Regions from separate parts of the Mus musculus genome. Here region 1 is linked to region 2. A link is a contact called in public Hi-C data. All regions are on one chromosome and are shown on one strand. Each heading gives the region's core, a stretch centred on a gene start, on an enhancer-like site or on the middle of the called end of the contact. The rest is flanking DNA. Distances are from core to core; before and after follow the strand shown.

Region 1 (2,813 bases), core at 228-2,727, 3.7 Mb after region 2:
GAATTACCTAGTATCTTGACCAAGGATACACAGTAAATGAGCAGAATTTTATGACTGGTGAAGCAAATGTTATAATATCTCCAGACATTTACATCTGAGGAACAGCAATAAATTTTTCCTAGGTGTAATTATAACTTTTACTCAAATCACTTTCATTACAACTTACAATTTAGGCATGCTATTTCTCTAAACAAATGCAGTATCTATGCTAGGAATGACTGCAAGTCAACGTTCAGTAACAAAAAAAAGTAACTGAAAAGTTAGATTTTTTTTTTAATGGAAACAATGGCATTTAAAATTCACGCCACAGAACACGCTGATGCTCAATGGATACAATTTTCACCTATGGTGACATTCTTAACTGTGAACTGCAGTGTTCTCTACAACTTACACTTCTGCTGCTATGGAGTAATCACGCCCCAGCGGGGGAGAAGGTGTATTCCTCATTTTTCTTCATATGACTACTTCTATTTTTTTCCACACAAGAAGATACTGTTTCATTGTCTTGTAACCCCATTCCATTATCTCAAACCTCACCGCTTCTGACACTGACACGCCACAAAATCCAACTGTCAAGTTTAAATATTGAAACACTCAAGAAAATGCACCTGAACGCTCCCACAGCTTCTCACAGCCCAAGGATCCTTTAACTAGCAGTCGGAGGGTTCCACAGCAATTAAATGCAGTAAGATGTGTCGCTTCCCTTCCGTGCTGAGGCTAAGTAGGCCTTTATTGTCCTTAAAAGAATCCTCCCAGCCTTTTCGACTGTAAGGTAAGACGGCAGGCACCCCAGGGCCGCTTCTGAGCTTGTCGGAACCTCGGCACCGAGGAGCCCCCCAGAGTCTCCATTCAGATGCCCCCTGTAGCACCGTCGCGAGGATCCGCACAGCAAGACCCGGCTCGCCGGCCCTGGGCTCCGGAGTCAGCCCTGCCCACTGCCCGTCCGGTCTCCGGGACGTCTGGCCGCCCTGCCACCCGAGCCGGCCCAGCGTCCCGCCGCCACCCGCCCCTCCCCCGCCGCCGCCGCCGCCGCCCGCCGAGCCCCGGGACCCACCTCGAAGAGCTCGGCCGTCGTGGCCATGCCGGCCGGCTGAGAGGCTCGCCCCGCGCTCGAGGCCGTCTCCGCTTCACATGCTGCGCCTCAGCGGCGCCGCTCACCAGTCCCAGCTCGGCCTACCGCCTCCGGCCCGGGCTGCGCACCGCTGCTGGCTGCCCCGGTCCTCACACAGCGAAGGCAGAGAGGGAGAGCAGCCATGAAGCGGAGCCGCAGACGCCTGTCAGCTGCCTCCCGGCGCCGCCCGCGCCGCTCCCATTGTCACCGCCTCGCACGCCGGAAGTGGGGCTGCGCGCGCCCGGCCGACTTCGCGGGGCGGGCGAAAGGAGCGAGCGGCGAGCGGGCCGCGGAGGCGCTCGTTTGCGACAGGGTGACGCGTCTTGAGCCTCGCGGGCCGCCGTCCCGGAAGTGGGCGAGAAGAGTATTCCAGTCCCTTGAGATTCCGGGTGTAGGTTCTTAAGACCTTCTGAGGAGTGTTTTAATCTCTTGAAGGGACCGGGAGACTTGAGTCACCTCACCCGGAAGAGCGAGCATCTCCAGTGAGCTCTTGCGGCTCAGGGAGAACCCGGACGTTGCCTGGTACAGCCCATCTAGAAGGCGGGGTCTACTTTGGCTGGATGGCGACCTTAGTTTCTACATCGCTCTGATACTTGGGAGGCTTAACCATGGCCCTGCGGGCAGTGTGGCTCATACGTCACGAACCAGGAACTCCACTTGGAGGCACCGTCAGATTCTCCAGGTAATTGCAAGTCTGGATCCTCAGGCATGATGGGTCCAAGGATGAATCTAAGCAGGAGTTTTTGTGGTGCGCTGAGTCTCAGCTGTCCCAGGAGCAGCTAGCAGGGTGCCCTTGGGCAATTTAGGCTTTCTACGTTTATCTCACTTTGTTGTAAGGAATGAGTTGCTTGTTACATGATGCTACATGTTTTCTAGTATTACTGCTATTGTATCTTTATTTATTTATATATTTGAGACAGGATTCATGTATACCTGGCTGTCCTAGAACTTGATACGTAGACCAGGCTGGCCTTGAATTTACAGATACCTCCAGAGTGCTGGGATTACAGGTGTGGGCCACGACACCCGGCTATACTAATGTATCTTTAAAATTAATTCCATCTGTTTAAGTTTGGTACAAAAATGATTGCTTAAAGAACGTTATAGTTTGCAGCTTCTAGTGGGTGAGCAAAATAGAAGTGTGAAAAATTAAATTACAGTCACCTTTTTATCCAGGTGGCATAAGTGGTTTGGTCCCACCTTTAGAATTTGCCATATCTTACCAAGATAATTCTATGGAGAGGACTCTGCAGTTCTTTATATTAGATATTAACCCCGATATAAAGTATAGCTGGCTAAGTTCCCCCCAGTCTATAGGCTGTCTCGCCACTTTGCTTGTAGTTTTATTTGCTTTGCAGAACTGTTTTGATTTCAGGAGATCCCATCTGTCAGTTCTTGAAGTTGTTACCTGTCTCTTGGCATTATTTCTAAGAAGCCTCTGTGTTAATGAGTAGATGTGTGTTCTTGGAAAGCAGCAATGTATGGTAGAAAGGTGACCAATTTTAAATCTCTTCGAATGTAAACCAGAAAGCATTTGAATGGTGTAACTGAGGAACTCAGTTATTAGGTTTTTGTTGCTGTGGTTTTGAGACAGAGCCTCACTGTGTACCACTGGCTTACCCAGAATTCACTGTGTAGACCAAGCTAGCCACAAACTCATAGATACCCTCCTGCTTCTGGTTTCCAAATACTAGAATTAAAG
Region 2 (3,150 bases), core at 644-3,143:
GGAGTTAAACTCAGCTGTACGTTAGGCAAGTATTCTACCAATGTTATACTCCCAGCATGAGAATAACAATTTAAAAGAATACAATTACCATATGCCACATTTTGGATTAACATCTTTAGTTATATTGTCTATTTAATACCCATGACAACCTTTTTACATATGTACAATTATGCTGATTTTATGAAGACATCAAGATATCACCACCCCTCCACCACAGAGATCTGAGATAGTCCTAGCAGACTTCAAAGTTCCTACCTTGGTCGCTGCAGAAACTTTATCTTGTGTTCTACATCTCTAGCCCATTTCCTTCCAGTTCTGCTGGCCTCCTTTCTCTGATAGAAGTGAGACAAACTCTTTGCTACCTTAGAATCATGCACTTGCTGTTTAATCTCTTCAGAAGGCTCTCCACGTGGTGGCATAATGGGGCCCCTTCTGCTCTCAGACATGTTCAAAATTTATTCTCCTCCTTATCCCACAATATCCTTTTATTTCAATTGTAGCATTTACTACATTAAGGTATTTTTATGATTTATTATCATTTATGCATCTGTGCATGTGGACCTCATGCCAACTTTGAGTGGGTCCCATGAATCCAATTCAGGTCACCTGGCTTCCATGACAAGCGCGCCTTTGCCCACTGAACCATCTCTCTGGCCCCTATTCAAATCATTTCTAATTTCCTTATTACATGTTAGAATATTTTCTAATATTCTGATTACAAGCAGGTCAGTGCTTTATTGGGTAACTGAAAATTTCCTACTTATGCTCATGCAATTGATATCAAAAGGCTGCATCTTTGGGCTGGAAAGTGGTTTACTGGTTATGTGAGCTTCCGGCTCTTCCTAAAGATCTCTGTGTGTTTGTGGAGTGCATTCATTCAGTTTTAGGGTGCTGGGGGTTAATAAACTCAGGGCTTCTGTGTGCTAGGCAAATACTCTACCAAAGGTACACTCCCAGCCTGTCAATAATAATTTAAAAGAACACAGTCACTGAGCCTAGAGAGATAGCTCAAAGGGTATTCGTACTTGTTGCTCTTGGAGAGGATCTGGGTTCGGTTCCCAGTATCCACATAGAGGCTCACAACCGTCTATAATTCCAGTTTCAGGGGAATCATGTGGTTTTTTCTGACCTCCTCCAGCACCAGGCACACACGTGCTGCACACACATACATGCAGGCAAGATATTTATATGCATAAAATAAATAAGATTTTTTTTTTTAAATCATAGCTGCTTGTAACTCCAGAGCCAAGAAATCCGATGCCCTCTACTGGCTTCTGTGAGCACTTGCCCTCCTAAGGTATACACTAAGGCACACACATAAACACATAAATAAAAATAAATAATTTGGGAAAGAAAAAGGCTGAATTTGAAAATGTGACTCAGTTGGGAAAGCTCTTGCTTAGCATGCCGGAGACTCTGAATTCGATTTCCACACAGCACATACTGAATGTTCGAGTTTGCCTGTAATTCCACTAGGAAGCCGGTGGTGGGGGGGGGGAGGACCAGAGTTCAAGCCCAGCGCTGCAGAATGAGTGCTAAGGCAGTGTGGATTACAAGACACTGTCTCAAAAAAAAAAAAATCTTGTCATTTCCTCTTGCTTTTCAGTTTATTACAGATCCTTTGGCGTTCTAAGAAAGCAGTGACTTAATATTGAGCCAGCCAGTAGCTAAGTCAGGCATTGCTCACTCTGGCCTGCAGGGGACAGTGTGACCGGAGACGATCTTCTGCGCTTTCGAGGCTTTCTGCCGCTCTAGGTGACTGACTTCGGCGCCCGGAGCCAGAGGCGGGCCAGCCGGAAGGGGCGGAGCCAGTCACGGTCCCGCCCCAGGCCGCCTCTGCGCCCTCGCCCCGCCCCCTCCCCCGCCCGGGCTGCCATGGCCCTTCCCGGCATCCCCTATGAGCGACGGCTTCTCATCATGGCGGACCCTAGAGATAAGGCGCTTCAGGACTATCGCAAGAAGCTGCTAGAGCACAAGGAGATTGACGGCCGTCTTAAGGAGCGTGAGTGAGCCTTGACACACTCTCTAGTGCCTGGACCGGCTTCGGTCTCTGATAGAGCGGAGGCTTCGGCTGAGCCCGAAAACAGCGCCTGGCTTGGGAAGGCCCGAGTCCAGGGACGAGGCGCTTTGTCATCCCGCCCCGCGCTGGGGTGCAGCACCGCCTCGGCCGTGGGTATGGCCCCAGTCCCAGTCCGGTGGCATAGAGAACAGCCACAGTTCTGAGGTGGAAGAGGGGAAGATTAGAGGAGTGAGGTACAAGTGGGCTGGGGACATATTCCGGGTGCAGGAAGGCAGGCTTGGAGTCTCGGGACCCGGGGATGGGAGGACGCTTGAGTCAAAGAAGCTCCAGCCGGACGCGGGACTCACGGAGGCGGCTTGTACTTGGGGTAGAAGGGGGCTCAGTGGTTGTAATAGCCTTTCTCGTCTTCCCTCAGGCGTCATACTGAGTACCAAGTTTTCTGTATACCCTGAACATTCACGTTTTGAAAACCCTGCGTGATTTAATTAAATGAGAGAATACCGCAGCCTAGGATTCGGTGAAGAATTGCGTTGGTTGACTTAATTTAGTATGGACAACCAGAGTAAGCCAGGTGATCTTAGTGTAGCTATGGGAGGCTTGATTCACCTTATCGTTTAGTTTTGTAGCAAATCTGAAGGTGGCAGGATGTCACTATCGGTTAAAAATGTAACTTAAAAATATTTCCTACCAAGAAAATAGATATGATACTTTCTCTGTTACATTTCATTTTAAAACATGCCACCTATCCACTACAAACTGGAAAAAAAAATCTTATTTTGTGGTTTGAAACAGTAGGTTTGAAACCTAAGGTAAAAGAGACCTAAGTAAAAAATTTTATGCAGTTGTTTAATTTAAAATGTCAAAATTTTATTATTTCAGTAAGGGAACAATTAAAAGAACTTACCAAGCAGTATGAAAAGTCTGAAAATGATTTGAAGGCACTACAAAGTGTTGGACAGGTAGGTGATAAAGTTTGAAAGTATGTTGCCATTTCTAAGCTATTGGCAAAAGGTAATGCCCCTTTTTTCTTTTCCAGATTGTAGGTGAAGTGCTAAAACAGTTAACAGAAGAAAAATGTAAGTGGATTAACTTACTAATTATTAAAAAATAAAAAGCCCCAGTTCTTTGCC

The links. A called contact is a pair of places that touch in the nucleus more often than the background predicts.
Region 1: a Hi-C map of CD4 T cells shows a contact between it and region 2, with 4 times the contacts expected there. The contact joins the promoter of Ap5m1 here to the promoter of Psmc6 in region 2. A contact is called at or near these places in 1 of 39 promoter capture datasets (pre-B cells) and 1 of 484 Hi-C or Micro-C datasets (CD4 T cells).

Annotation. Positions count from the first base shown.
Region 1 is chr14:49,065,072-49,067,884 of GRCm38.p6, forward strand. It overlaps Ap5m1 (adaptor-related protein complex 5, mu 1 subunit), which reads left to right and starts at 1,478. Exons shown (of 8, transcript NM_144535.5): 1 at 1,478-1,793. The coding sequence starts at 1,720. It overlaps Exoc5 (exocyst complex component 5), which reads right to left and starts at 1,596. Exons shown (of 18, transcript NM_207214.3): 1 at 1,055-1,596. The coding sequence starts at 1,081.
Region 2 is chr14:45,327,931-45,331,080 of GRCm38.p6, forward strand. It overlaps Psmc6 (proteasome (prosome, macropain) 26S subunit, ATPase, 6), which reads left to right and starts at 1,894. Exons shown (of 14, transcript NM_025959.3): 1 at 1,894-2,002; 2 at 2,900-2,979; 3 at 3,057-3,096. The coding sequence starts at 1,918.